5 separate regions of the Sus scrofa genome follow, and all the other regions are linked to region 3. A link is a contact called in public Hi-C and HiChIP or PLAC-seq data. All regions are on one chromosome and are shown on one strand. The core of a region is the stretch at or near the end of the contact, and the rest is flanking DNA. Distances in the headings are between cores, read along the strand shown.

The links. Hi-C and Micro-C count contacts between places; a contact is called where the count stands out from the background. HiChIP or PLAC-seq counts read pairs in DNA pulled down with a chosen protein or histone mark.
Region 1: a contact with region 3 is called in an H3K27ac HiChIP or PLAC-seq map of skeletal muscle, with 4 times the contacts expected there. The contact joins the promoter of EFCAB11 here to the enhancer-like site in region 3. A contact is called at or near these places in 4 of 47 Hi-C or Micro-C datasets (alveolar macrophages, fetal heart ventricle, heart right ventricle and 1 more) and 2 of 2 datasets of contacts at active chromatin or transcription factors (alveolar macrophages and skeletal muscle).
Region 2: an H3K27ac HiChIP or PLAC-seq map of skeletal muscle shows a contact between it and region 3, with 9 times the contacts expected there. The contact joins two enhancer-like sites. A contact is called at or near these places in 7 of 47 Hi-C or Micro-C datasets (embryonic fibroblasts, fetal skeletal muscle, omental adipose tissue and 2 more) and 1 of 2 datasets of contacts at active chromatin or transcription factors (skeletal muscle).
Region 4: an H3K27ac HiChIP or PLAC-seq map of skeletal muscle shows a contact between it and region 3, with 5 times the contacts expected there. The contact joins two enhancer-like sites. A contact is called at or near these places in 3 of 47 Hi-C or Micro-C datasets (embryonic fibroblasts and fetal skeletal muscle) and 1 of 2 datasets of contacts at active chromatin or transcription factors (skeletal muscle).
Region 5: a contact with region 3 is called in a Hi-C map of mesenteric adipose tissue, with 2.0 times the contacts expected there. The contact joins two enhancer-like sites. A contact is called at or near these places in 15 of 47 Hi-C or Micro-C datasets (alveolar macrophages, brain, embryonic fibroblasts and 9 more) and 2 of 2 datasets of contacts at active chromatin or transcription factors (alveolar macrophages and skeletal muscle).

What each region holds. Positions count from the first base shown.
Region 1 is chr7:111,764,949-111,767,648 of Sscrofa11.1, forward strand. EFCAB11 (EF-hand calcium-binding domain-containing protein 11) reads right to left here and starts at 1,309. Exons shown (of 8, transcript XM_021099597.1): 1 at 1,099-1,309; 2 at 458-553. The coding sequence starts at 1,173. TDP1 (tyrosyl-DNA phosphodiesterase 1) reads left to right here and starts at 2,146. Exons shown (of 17, transcript XM_005666389.3): 1 at 2,146-2,596.
Region 2 is chr7:111,729,208-111,731,907 of Sscrofa11.1, forward strand. The region is part of intron 5 of EFCAB11 (EF-hand calcium-binding domain-containing protein 11); the gene reads right to left. Among named protein-coding and RNA genes, the nearest start is that of EFCAB11, 36 kb to the right of the region's middle. Within about 2 kb of position 1,449, at least 12 of the 83 cell types and tissues checked have an H3K27ac peak or open chromatin away from gene starts, as enhancers often do. A contact at or near this core is called in fetal skeletal muscle, omental adipose tissue, skeletal muscle and 1 more, where this site is marked.
Region 3 is chr7:111,288,024-111,290,723 of Sscrofa11.1, forward strand. All of the region lies in intron 1 of FOXN3 (forkhead box N3), which reads right to left. Among named protein-coding and RNA genes, the nearest start is that of FOXN3, 52 kb to the right of the region's middle. Within about 2 kb of position 1,253, at least 33 of the 83 cell types and tissues checked have an H3K27ac peak or open chromatin away from gene starts, as enhancers often do. A contact at or near this core is called in fetal skeletal muscle, mesenteric adipose tissue, omental adipose tissue and 2 more, where this site is marked.
Region 4 is chr7:110,949,656-110,952,355 of Sscrofa11.1, forward strand. No RefSeq gene overlaps it. Among named protein-coding and RNA genes, the nearest start is that of TTC8, 220 kb to the left of the region's middle. Within about 2 kb of position 1,301, at least 30 of the 83 cell types and tissues checked have an H3K27ac peak or open chromatin away from gene starts, as enhancers often do. A contact at or near this core is called in skeletal muscle, where this site is marked.
Region 5 is chr7:110,982,100-110,984,799 of Sscrofa11.1, forward strand. No RefSeq gene overlaps it. Among named protein-coding and RNA genes, the nearest start is that of TTC8, 250 kb to the left of the region's middle. Within about 2 kb of position 1,377, at least 48 of the 83 cell types and tissues checked have an H3K27ac peak or open chromatin away from gene starts, as enhancers often do. A contact at or near this core is called in mesenteric adipose tissue, omental adipose tissue, skeletal muscle and 1 more, where this site is marked.

The DNA.
Region 1 (2,700 bases), core at 59-2,558, 480 kb after region 3:
TGTGGAGTGCGACCCTTTGGTAGGTAGGAAGGGGCTTTTATACTTTTCTGGACTGTTTTAATTTTTTGACTATTAAATGCATTGTTTTTATAATTTAAACGGAGCATTTTTTTAACTTAAGAAAACAAAAAACAAAAACCCTGCATGTCACGTCCTTTGAGAATTTCTCCTGTTACCAACATCCCCCTCCCATGCTTCCCTCTTAAAACCACCAGAAGAATCTCATACTTATTATAATTAGCAGCTTGGTGGTGACTTAGTCTTAATGGATTCTAATTCATCCCTGAGTTGGGTTCCTAAGAAGAAAGAAAAATATAGCACTGGATACATCTCTGAAATTATTCAGAAGGCAGCAGTTTGCTTTATAAACATCCCAAGCTGGCCCTCCGCACATTATTTAGAATCCACCCACTACTGCATTGTCTGCCCCAGCCCCAAATACAAAAGAAAGCTCTACCTTGGAGGGCTTGTAACCAAACAGCATTACAATAGCAACTTTAAAGTCCTCTCTGCTTAGATAGCCTTTGTTATCTTCATCGCATGCTTTAAATACCTAAAGAACATTAAATATCTTTAGTTAATAAGGCAGAAACTATTTCTTCTATTATTTTTATTACTTACATATTAAGTTAGACCTCCCAAATCTAAAACTCAGCCGAGGAGTAGGGCTCAGAAATGGAATTTCATTACCTAATTTTAATTCTCAAGAAATCTTAAGGATGCGCTAAAATTTACCCGCCAAAAAGTGCAAACGACTTAATCGCTAGATTAATTCCTTTAAACCCCTGGCATAAATTCTAACCCGAAGTAAATCCTGGATTAAGGAAGGTGAGGCCAAGCGACTGGCTTTGAAAGGCGGGAGGAGAGATGCAGATTACAGGTTTATCACAAATAGACGATGTCACAAGGAAAACAAGGAACTTGGAAGTAGCTAGAACACTGGACCGGGATCCAGAAGGCTTGCAGCCCTAGGCTCAGCCATTAACCAAGACACAGTCCTTATCTGTGCAACCCGGCCGAGATAGGGCCAGGCGGGGTGATGGAAGTGAGAGCCCCAGGTCCAGTTAAAGTCCGAGACTCAGCCCTCTGGACACCTACTTCCACCCATTTCTTGTGTTCCGAAGGGCTGGCTTCCCACATCCGCGGCTGGGCCCCAGCCTGGGATAAAAACATCGCGACTGCCACACTCAAGTCCAGAGAGGTGAATCCACGACCTCCGAGGCCAGAGCCCTCTTTATCGGAGATCGCTTGCCAAGCCCACCGCAGTTCAGGAAGCTGAACTTTTCAGGGCACCTCCAACCTCTTCTCCTATTGGACATCTTGCGAGCCACCGGCGTTGATCCCGCAGTTCTATTGGCCAGAGGTTTTGTTTAATAACGTTTCCTTGGAACAGCCTATGGCGGAGAGGCTCCAGGCCGGCTTCTAGCCTTGGCTCCGCCCCTCTTGTCCCCTTAACTCTTGGCGCGCGACTGGGGACCCAGCTCAGCTAGGTAGTGTTTCAGCGTATCCTGCATGATTATTTTCATCTTCTGCCTCCATACCTTGCAGTAAATTACTTTCGATAATTTTTCTCAATGACGCTATGCTAAACATTATAGGAGACACAAAAAGAAGGTAAAAGGAGCCAATCCAAACAAGTCAAGTCCAAGATTCACGTGCAGATCAGCAAGTCATTGGGGTCGAGCCCTTCGGGGTAGCTAGTTTGTCTGTTCTGTTCTTCTGGATGACCCTAGCGCTGGAGCATAGTGCCTGGCACAAAGCAGACATTCAGTAAACGAACCAAAGTTATTCAATTCAGTCCTCTAGGAGAGGCGCCTGGTTTGAAGAAAACTCCGAGAATAATTAATAAAAAACACCATTGAGCTCAAATGCCAGAGCTAATATCCTTATCAAAGGCAAGGAATTTGGCGAGGGTTCCATTTTGCAAAGGAGTTACTTCAGCCCCCTCTCCTGGTAAATCGGTTTAATCAGATTAAAAAAACAACCCCCCCACAACACTCACACTCAAACACACACACACACACACACACACACACACACACAGAAGCAGACACGCCTGTGTCTGCGAAAAAACAGGCATTCGAGGTTGAGCCTGAGGGAGCTCATTTAACCTTTTATTTTACAGCAGGTTTTACAGTCTGCGCCCCAGGAGAGCCCGCTCCTCCCAGGACACCGGTCTCAGCCATTCCCTTCCTTGAACCTTGAGAGCCTCTCGCTGCCTTTAAAATAAACCTCTCTGCCTCGAGATCCGGCAACCTGAGGCTACGAGAATTCCTGCAGAGGGGATGAGTTTTGCTAATTAACCAACGAAGAACTGGGGGAAACACTTCTTTCTCTGTCTCCCCCTTTTAGGAGACGTGGCCGGGAAGTAAGAGGAGACCTAGGGGAGGGCAGGTCTCTCCGCCCCTTCCTGAGGAAGCCCCCTGCAACCTCTCGGGATCCAGCGGGCTTTAGGACCCGGTGGTGGACGGCCCGGAAGGGGAAGGGGCAGGGCCACGAGACCCGCGCCGCGGCCCGGAGGGTTCGAACTGCGCGCAGGCGCGAGCGGCTGCAAAGGGGCGGGGGCTCAGGCGGCTGCGCGCTCTGGGGGCTTCAGGTGCGTGTATGGAGGCTGTGGGTTCCGCGGCCTCTGGTGGGTCCCGGGTGGCTGCGGGAACCGGGCTCGTGGTTCTGCTCCTTCTGGCCTGGTGCGCGGGCAGC
Region 2 (2,700 bases), core at 199-2,698, 440 kb after region 3:
CAATTCCTGCCAAACAGAAGCATCCGGCTGCTTGATGCCTGCAGCTCTCAGAGGTGGGCTGCGGCTCTCCTGGAGTTCATCTCTGGAAGAGTAATGCTCGGTGAAAGTCTGTGGGGCAAACAAATGGATGGATGAACAAACTCTTAGTAACGCCTTTGCTATCCTACCTTTTGGAAATCTCATACTTGCGTCTCCAGTCTTACACGTTTAGGCAGATTCACACCAACAAGTCAATATCCCCAAGGATAGACAGGCAAATAGCTGAAAACCAGATCTATCTGAGTAGCTCTTTTACGAGTCTGAGTCTGCAAAATCCTTGTGAAATGTTACAACCTAGAAATATCTCTTCATTAGTGGAGCACGAGGCATTACCGGACACAAAGAGGACTTCCTGCCCTAAAGCCCTGGCTAAGTCCAGGGGTATCGTGTGGGGCTCAAAAACAACTGAGTCACCGTCTCTGCCTCAAAGGAGGGAAGTGTCGGGAAAACACCACCTAACAAACCCTCGGGATCTCATCTTTCACCAACTCTGGGGAAAAGTGATTACTATTCCCATTTTACAAGCTGGGAAAACTGAGCTCTAAAGAACTGATACAGGGAGTTCCCTGGTGGCCTAACAGTTAAGGATCCAGTGTTGCCATCTGGTGACGTGTGGCTCAGATCACTGCCGTGGCGCAGATTCGATCCCTGGCCCGGAAATTTCCATGTGCCATGAGTGTAGCCAAAAAAAATAGATGTAAGTGACCAAGGGGCGGTTATGAAATATGTAGGGAAATTCAAACCTGCTCTAGGGTTTTAAATTTCCTGACTTCCTGAATTGACAGGCAGTCTTTATCTAGGTGAAAGGAAGATTATTTAAATTTAAATAGTCTTTATAATATCATAAAAGTCAGTTCTAGGATTATCTGTTAAAAACATTTTTTCGACTTTGTTTCTTTTTTACTTTTTTTTACTTTTTAAAACTCTGATAGCTTTCCATAGCATATTCTATGTTTGGAAGATTGAAACAAGTCAGAAGAAAACTTCAATGGGATAATAAAATCATAAAATGCTATTACTTAGGTGCTTTAGCCAGTGTAAAATTTAAAAGTATAACTAAGTAAGGCCTTTTTTTTTTTTTAAGACTAGTACAAGTAACATCTTTGGTTAGATCTGACTGATGGATCCAGACCTTTGACGTCTTAACTCCAAGTCCTCTGTTTTTCTGGCCGCATCTCCAGGACACATTCAGGCAACAGACTATCGCTCTACGGGACTTGTTAGGCACTAAAAAACAAAGGCTTAAACAAACCTAGTCCACAAAAAGCACATTAATAGTTAAAAAAAAAAAAAGTAGTAATAATACAAAATAGTACTTCTTAGCTCTAAATTCCACACCTAAATAGACCCAGGAATACGGCACTAGCACACAGTATTGGCCTCACTTCTGTTCCCCAGCCAGCAGGCTACGGGCGAGTTCCAGAATGGAGCCGGGAGTTACACAACTATGCCATCTCCGACAGGCAAATCCTATGGGAGCCAATGACATATGTACAGAAGTTTACTAGAAATGTACTCTGCCGTCCATCAGAGATACTCGGTTTAGTTCCTAAATTTAGAAGGTGCAATAATTTGGGCATACGTTTTTGGTACTAATTTTTCAAAAACTAATAAGACAACATTTATTAAGAAAGGCTCTGGGCTAACTTCCTCTCCTTTCAGTTAATTTCTTATCAGAATTTTTAGCACCACCAACTGGCTAAAGAGACCAACTACAAATGTGCTTGGCTCTCAGTGGGCTTTGTTCATTAAAAGAAGATCATATAGATATTTCACGTTTAATTTATGGTAAAGCAATTTATTTCAATCACTAAATAAAATTAGAAATGCCTTTCCTTGTCAGTCAAATAAAAAATAATCCACTTTGGCTTTTTCACTTAAGAAGAAGGTATGTTTTGCTTAGTAAGTTATTAGAGAAAACTAAATCTACCCACTAAAGCTAATTTGATTTATTCTACCATAAGCTCACACTAAAAAGCAAAGACTAAGAACTAAATGAAAATTAGAAAGTAAGAGAGAGATAGCAACTAAGTGGTATTGAATACTATGCTTGCCTACAGTGTCCACAAAAGACATTAATTTAATTGGAACTAAAAATGATTGAGGAGGCAATTTCACATTTAAAAATTTTTGAGGAGTTTTTGTTGTGGCTTAATGGTAACAAACCAAATTAGTATCCATGAGGACGAGGGTTTGATCCCTGGCCCTGCTCAGTGGGTTAAGGATCCAGCATTGCCGTGAGCTGTGGTATAGGTCACAGATGCAGCTCTGATCCAGCACTGCTGTGGCTGTGATGTAGGCTGGCAGCTGTAGCTCTGATTGGACCCCTAGCCTGGGAACTTCCATATGCCATGAGTGTGGCCCTAAAAAGAAAATAAATAAATAAATAAATTTTTATCTTTTTTTCATCAAGATTCCTGACTCAGAGATGGATGCTGATATATGAACATGTGAATATGTACTGCCATTGCGCTTTCCCTCCTATTTAACTGAGACCCATCTAGCAATGGATGCCAGTGTAGAGACAGCACAACTGAACCATAGGGGCTCATCTGATTTCTGTACATCAGCTTGTGGAAATAAGTATTCCTGAAGAACTAGGTCCAATTTTTTTTCCCCCAAACAACCGATCTGTGGATAGAAGGTGTCTATGAAAAGGAT
Region 3 (2,700 bases), core at 3-2,502:
TTAACAGAAAAAAAAAAAAAATGCTCTTTTTTTATCCTTCTCTCAAACTAGTAACCAGATTTGGGAAAGAAAAGTAGCATCATCAACTTTTTCGTCCTCTGAAGTTTTCAAGCGCATTTACTCTTTTCCTCCCTTCAGCAAGTACACCAAGTCCCACAGTCTCATGGGTTTCAGGGACTATGTCTGCCAGAGTCTTCACGGTGCCAAGAAATAACTTCTCTCTTCTTACTTTCTTCAGAGAGATGTGAAAGAAAACAGTCAATTCTTCTCTTTCAGATGGTCTTTTCAAAACCAAATAAAAGCTCCAACTTTGGTGAACTCTCTGGTAAACATTACATTGAATAAAACTATTACCAACACACTTCCCTGCTGTACAAAATTCAGTTATGAAGATGAGCAACGTAATCCATGTACTATGACAGCCAAACGTGAACTCTCTTTTACTGGGGTAGTGCAGTTCACCAGCACGGTCTGTTTTGAAACCCCTCCTCCTTCCCAAAATAGCATCGCTTGTGCCTTTAACCCTGTGATTCAGAGGCAAGCAAAATGCGCCCATAAACCAGGAGCCATGAGTGCATGTGAGTGGTTCCACCTCTTAAGGGGTGGGGGCTGGGCAGGAAGTGGCCAAATGGATGGCTGTCTTTCTGTGGGTGCCCCTAACGGCACCTCACATCTCTGTACTCAAAGACATGGGACTCTGACTGGCTCCAAAGATTTGGCCCCTAAACAACCAGGCGTCCTTTTTAAGTTGGCATTTCTTCTGGAGAGGAATATCAAGCATCTCTCTTCCACGCCTCACACGGTGCTGGGCCAGCTGTCTAACAATATGGATCCCAGAAGGGGGTGCTGCCCACGTTGGTGACAGCAGCCATGAGTGCCTGTTGCTCATCGCTAATGTCAGAGAGACCTCAGCACGGGGTGGTCCAGGCAGTTGGCTGAGACTCCCCGGGCAAGCGTCCATGCACCGGGAGTGCCAGCAGAGGCTACCCGAGGGCCAAGGTGGACATGCCACAGAGTCCTGACTTCCGGATGGAGACCAGTCCCAGAGAGTGGACGTCAGTGCTCTCGGGAGGCTGCCCGGGCCAGGTTCAAAGGGACGTGACATCCGTTCCAAAGAAATCCCACCTGCTACCGGCATGGCCAGGCTCATCTTCCCCACATACCAGCCTCCCAGGCAAGCCTCCAAGGGCTCGGTGAGGAGGCAGCTGCAACCATTTGCTGTCTCTGAACGATCTGGGCTGGGAAGACGTGGAGATGGGGAAGAAGCAATGGCCCTTCCCAATGACGTGGACCCTCCAGTTGGCTGGGCTCCGGAAACACCATCTTGACCTCTCTGGAGGAAAAACGTGGTTCCCTTTGGCCTCGGGACTCCGGCCAGGCAGATTGGCTGGAATACTTTTCTGCATCCACACACACCCACACCCCATGGGTGTTCGGGACTGTGACAATGAAAACCTACTCCAGCACAGCCTTCTCCTTCCAAACTCCAGTGACATCCCCTTGCCTGAAACGCCCGCCACCATGTGAAAGCCTGGCTGGGCCACTCAACAGGGACTCCTTAGCTTTACCGCTATTGAAGAACTTGAGTATCAAACCAAGCACAAAAGGCCTAATGCACAGCAGCTGCTGGGGGGTGGGGGGAAGCTCACTCCATCCCCTTCCCTCTGTCTGGCAGAAGCAACAGAAGGATTTCTTTCTTTTTTTTTTTTTTTTTAATGCCCCAAAAAACTCATTTAAACTTGGGGTGCAAAAGGCATCTGAAACGTGAGAGTCCCTGGGCTGGCCCAGGGATAGAAGGGGAAGGTTTCAATGAGACCCCGAAGCGACGCAGACCTGAAGGGGGGAAGCAGGCCGCCCCACAACAAGGCAGCCAACTGCCAAACTGTCATTTTGCTCGGCGGCTGAACATAAGGCTCGAGTAATGACAACCACAAAACTCATTTAAAGTCTGAAAAGGTGACTAATGAGCTCATTCATGCTGCCTATAAATTATTCACTACAACACGGATCCCACTCAAGACAAACAGTAAAGTAAACTTTCAACACAGACTCTGCCGGCCTCCAAAGGAGAGGGAGTTATGTCTGTAAAACTTTTCACAATGTGGGATACTGGCCTCTCCCTCCGTCTATTGTCACATTCATTCTTCTGTTTACTTTTTTTTACTGCCTTTAATCAAGTTTAAGCAGACACAGCTGTTACACATTTATTTCTCTGTTGAGTTTTTTCCATTAGTTATTACGAGCAATCATGATGCTCTAAAAATAGCAACAAATTATATTCTCTCAAAATTGAAGGCTGACCTTAAAATGAAGCCCAGGTCTTCGGAAAGAATATTCATATGCACATGTTGGGTGAGTGACAGCCCTGCACAAAGGCGAAACAAAAGTGCATTTTCCACCCTTGGAGAGGTTTGCAATTTGCTTCCAAATTTCCTTAGGTTCTAGTGGAAACGGGTTGCTTGAAAACCTTAGAAGACAGACTCTGCTTCCAATGGCTGTGTTTGGGTTGAGATTTTCATGAACACTCACCATCTTAACAGAATAAAAGGGGAAACGTCTCATTTAGGCTTTTCAGCACAGATAAACCCAGCAGCAGGTTTGCTGGAAACCCACCACATTGCTGCAGACTGCTTTCAGTTTCCTGTTTAATATTAAATAAAGAATTTCAGCTCTTCTGTTTTCACAAACTGTGCTATTTGC
Region 4 (2,700 bases), core at 51-2,550, 340 kb before region 3:
AACAGGAATTCCAGATTCCCATGGTTCTTGCTACCCACATCACATTCCCGTGCCCATACTACCTTGGCTTATACTGAGAACGGATTCTTTTTCACGTTTACCTAAACTCTCTTCTGCATCTTTCAGAGAAAGATCAACAGAATGATGAGAAAATGAACGGGCTGTTTGGATCTTCTCAGCCTTCCGCAGCTTGTGTGCTATTTGGGAATCAGGGCAAAACAAATGACTTTGGACTTTCAGAGTTTCTTAGAGAAACTACTAGATTACTTTCTAATCTTACAACAACGAGGCTTCCACACGTATTAACCACAAGCCAAGGCCATGCTACATCTTCTCAAGGAGATGACGGGACTTTGACGCTAGATCCTCACGTCCCCCCAGTCAGGGAGGCACAGAAAGCTTCCTAGCCAGCAGAGAAGAGATGCGAATCAGAAGAAAACAGGGCCGAGAACGCAAGAAGGACAATTTGCTGGGTCATGAACTGAATCAGGTGTGTAAACATGGTTCCCTCTTACCTGACCCAGACCTTGTGGAATTAGGCCCTGCAGCCCCACCCACTCACAAACCTCTACAGTCCCACTGGCCAGGCCCAGCCTCATCCAGACAAGACTTTGCGTGGCGCTGGGCTCCTGTGTACACTAGGGGGTGCACACAGGCTTGTTATCCAGCTCGGCCCTGAGAAATTCTCACCGGTAGAGCAGGGAAAACATGATATGCTGGCCAGGAGCCACTCTTCCGCTCTGGAAAGTGCTGGAAGTGGAACGGGGTTTGGGATTGGAGTTGAGGAAGAAGCACGACATCCTTGTTAATTGCTCTAAGTTGTTTGCTGGTTTTATTTTCAGAGCTGACCTGGCTCCTGAGAGCTGGGGACGAAGGGAAGGTTACATAAGGTGGCAGGCGGGCTCCTCTGTGGGGCTGGCAGCCTGTCAGCCATCCCCAGGGTGAGTCAACACCTGGGAAATAGCATCCAAGGGCGGCTCTTTCAAGCTGGATGGAACTTTCTACCATTACACTGGAGCCACTGTTTGACCCACTCCCAGGCCAGGGAGGCAGGAGCTAATCAGGTCCCCGGGTAGTGTCCCTTTCTGGCACCAGTCCATGAAGGAGGCTCAGAAGGTTCTTTCGAAACTTTAGTGCTGGCGTTGGGGCAGCAGGGCAGTACTCTCAGCCCCAGCTCATTTCACACAAGAGACTTCTGCTCCACTGGCCTACTTTCAGGGTGGAGTGGATGGAGGCCAGCTTGCGGCCGAGCAGAGCCTTCTTCTCCACCCCGTTCTCCACCCCATTCTTCCAGAACCTTCAACAGAGGCTTTGTTCTCCCGGGCCAGAGAACAACGGATGGTGACCACAGTTTCCCAGCCTATCCAGGGGAAATGAGCAGAGGAAAGGAGCCCAGGGTTTTTATTGCCAAATATTTCTTTCCCTAGGAGGACAAGGCATTCAAATCACCAAGTGGAGATTGGAGTTGGTCCAGCCATAAACCAACTTAATGAACACTAATAGAGAACAGCAATGATTGTTGACTTCAAAATGCAAACAAGAACTTTAGACACTGATTCCTATCAGCTTGGTCAGCCTGCACAGATGCCACGGGCTGTTTTGACTGTTGCTTAGCAATGGGAAGTGCACTGTTCCTGTCTCTTATCACTGGAGGTAGAGGTAGGACAATGCACTTTATTGGACTGAATAGGTATGAAATTAGTTTATTCTTTCTCACTTGGAGAAGGCAATTGGTAGCAAAGAGAGTCACTTGAACCATGGGCGGTTTCGAGGTTGCGAGATGGCCCGCCTTTCCTGCCGTCTCAGTAAATCCCAATTGCCATGTGTTTTTCCTCTACAGATAAAGTTTGAACTTTTGCTAGGAGTGTCCATCCTCTCATTAGCGAAAATAGCTTCCAAGAGAGACCTACAGACCAGAGTGGGGGTTAAGTTCAGGACAGTGAAGTCAAAGGTGCAAAGTTCAAGGGGGGTGCCCCCCAAATCAGTCATCAAAATAAATCATATTTTTGCAATATCTTTAATGCCAATTAATGAAAAAAAGAGTCATGGTGAATAAAAGTTTAAAGGAAGACAGCATCAGTATCACTGACTTTTTTCCTTTGACTGCAGGTTCCACTAGGGCAGTGCTCAGCTCTGCCACAAACATTGTTCCTGCTTCACACATGTTTACAACACAGAAGACTTTTGGAGCTGCTTTTTCTCAAAAGAGTGATTGTGCTGTGCGGGGTAGAGGATCCGGTATCTGGGCAGAGGGCTTCCCTTCCTCTGTGGGAAGAAGACCTTCCTGACGCCTTTGAGCAACCCCTCTTCCATGACAGGGCGACCTACCTATGCTTCCAGGATTGTGTCACAGAGAGCCCTAAAGTGCCAGGACTCTGCTGAAAGTTGTCTAACTATTCCTAAAGCAACAGGGACAGGCCTAGAGCTGGTAGTTTATGGTAAAATCATCTCCTCTTTGTTTTTTAGTATTAACAGTAACTCTTGCATATTGGGAAACTTTAGGTTGAATACTACGGACTTGCCAATATTCAACTTTTTTTTTTCCACTTCAAATACATATGGTTTAATCAAATGCATGCCAAGAATGGTAACCTGAAGAATGGATCCCGAAGATGTCCCCATACTAATCTCTGGAACCGGTGAATGTTACCTTACAGATGAGAACGTGTGCAAGAGAGCGCCACCTAGGGGTAGATCTAA
Region 5 (2,700 bases), core at 127-2,626, 310 kb before region 3:
TGCCTCAATGCAGGAACTTGGAGAGGGGAACACAGTTCAGCAAATAACCTCCAGCTAGATTTTAAGGAAAATATTTCTCATTCATGGGTTTTTGAAGGTAAGGGGATTGCTTTTTACTGATGCCAAGTCATGCCAGTTTGCCATTTATGATTATGATGCTAATTTTTATAAAATATAAACATACTTAAGTAGTAGAAAGGTTGGCTAAAGAAACCTGTAAGAATTAATAGTATGCCAAAACTTATGATGAAGATGCAAATGACTGTATTTTTGAGAAACATTGCCTAGGTGATTTCTAAAACCTGCCCCAATTCTGGCAGCTTTTTTTTTTTCCTTATATAATTTAAATTGTATTCATTTATGCAATAATTTAATCAAGTGCCTATTAAGTGTCTCATTGGTGCTGGACACCAGGGTGATTAGAGAGTGAAATGAATAGTGAAATGAGAGCAAGGAAAGAAAAAATGCAATTCTGCCTGGAAGAATCAGAAAAGGCTTCCCAGAGGTGGTGACAAACAGGATGTTTTGGACTTCTCAGACCCACAGATTGCAAACTCTGTCTCCTCCTCATTGATTCAGTGTTTTCTGAATTTTGAATGCATGTATAACTGTGGGGTAGCTGCTATCAAGAAGATAGAGTAACTTTAAAAAGAGAGAAAAACTAATAGGAGCAGAGAAGACCATGCATAAAACTCATGACTTGCATTTCAGGTTATCCTTCCCCAAGAGATGATTTTAAACGTTTGGATTTTTTTTTCCCCTTGATTAAGAACCTTCCATTTTCCTAGAGTCTAGCCGTCTGATATGAAATCCAGACTGGAAAAATTCAGGCATAATTGTGAAAACATATTTCTTAATCAAATGTAACCACAGGGAGAAAAATCTTTCATTGAATAAGCTCCTCTGAGGAGAGAGAACTTATTTGGGGGTGTGGGGAGGTGGCTAATTCATCCAGTGTTTTCCTCATTGGTCCTAGACTTGGTCAGTCAGTGATGCACAAATTTAATAGCATCCGCATTGAGTAGGACTGTTGCAGATGCTGTAGCTACTGTGGGGAATCGGACTGGCTAGGTACTCTCTCAGGGGGCTTACATTCTAGCAGGAAAAACTGGCAATAAGCAAACGAGTAGATAAAAGAAGGGACAGCAGAGAGAAATCAGTGCTCTGAGAAGTACAATAAGGAGACAGGAGAGGGGATAATGGGGTGGTGGTGGGGGGAACGTGGCTGCTTTGATTGGGTGGTGGGGAGGTCCTCTCCAAGTGGCTTTTTAAGGTGAAGCGTAAATGGCAAAAGAAAGCCAGTGGGAAGAGCGCTCCAGACCTGGCCGAGAGCTGGGTAGGGCGGCAAAGGGAGGGGTGCGCATGCGCATCTGAGGAACAGAAAGCAGCCCTCCGTCTGCAGCCGGGTAGACCCGGGATCACCCGGAATCACCCGGGCGGGGCGGGGAAGAGCCGAGGTCACCGAGGGGGACTGGGCTGGGATTCGGGCCGATTGTTACTCCAGCAAAGCATACGCAGACGAGACTCTTCAGTGCTTCCAGAAAACATCTTCTCTGTCCTCGTAGGCTAGTCCCCTAGACTTTAGCGAATTTTCCTCTTCCAGTACAAAAAAATGTGTTTACTTCATTTTCCCTTCCAACTCAGACGTGCAGTTCTTTCCCCTCCAGAGAGTACTCAGCTGCTAAAAATGATCTGGGAAGGTAGTTCATTTGTCTCATTTCTGATTACTGAAGCAATTACTCCTTTTTTCCTTATGACCAGTCTTTTAAAAAGACAGTGCCATAACTTTGACGTCTGTGTTGTTATTTTTGCAGGTTAGATGGTATTGGTGGAGCCATAGGAGTGAACTGGCATATGGCACCTCTGGGATGTGGTTAGAGCAGCTGATGAGCTGGGAACAGTGGCTGAGTGTTGCGTGCTCATTTCTTCGGCCTCCCCTAGTCACCTGTTTGTCTCCATTCCTACTGGCGCCATCCCAAGTATGATTTCACAGCTGGGTTATCACACGGTTCCTCCCTGTGCCTCTGTGCTATTTTCTTTCTCATGTCTTCTCTGTGATACAATCAGATGCATCCTCCTAAAACACCTCTTCAGTCATATCCTTCCCCTACCAGCCCACCTACAGTGGCTCCCCACTGGCTCCCAAATCAGGCTCCTCTGTCTTGCGCCCACCCTCACAAATGTCGCTTTTTAGATTTATGTGAGTAAACATGGTATTCTTTCAAGGCAATGTGTCTCAGGCTCCAGCAGAACACCTCTGGTCTATGTAAGACATTCCTCATCCTGAAAATGCCAGCAGTACCCATAAGGATCCATGAAAGTGGAGAGGCAAGCAAAATTAATAGTGTATAAAATCAAGCAGTTCCACCAAACTCACCAACCAGTTGTGACATGCAGGACCCACACAACAAAGGCCTTGCCAGGTGGAAGGAGCAGGGTAGGGGGGCGGTGAGGGAGAGGGTTGGGCGGGGGTGTGAAAATTGAGCCCAAAGGTCAATTCACACAAAGCAAATATTCCACCCAGGGAAAGGTAGGCTGTGTGCATGTGTGAATCAGGAAATGCTGAATTCATTTTAAAAATATATGTTCTATTAATCAGCATAACACAGCTGTTGTAACAAATATGTCTCCAGATTTTCAGCACCTTGACATTATAGTTTATTTTGTGTTCACATAACACTGAGCGAGTGTCCCAAGGCA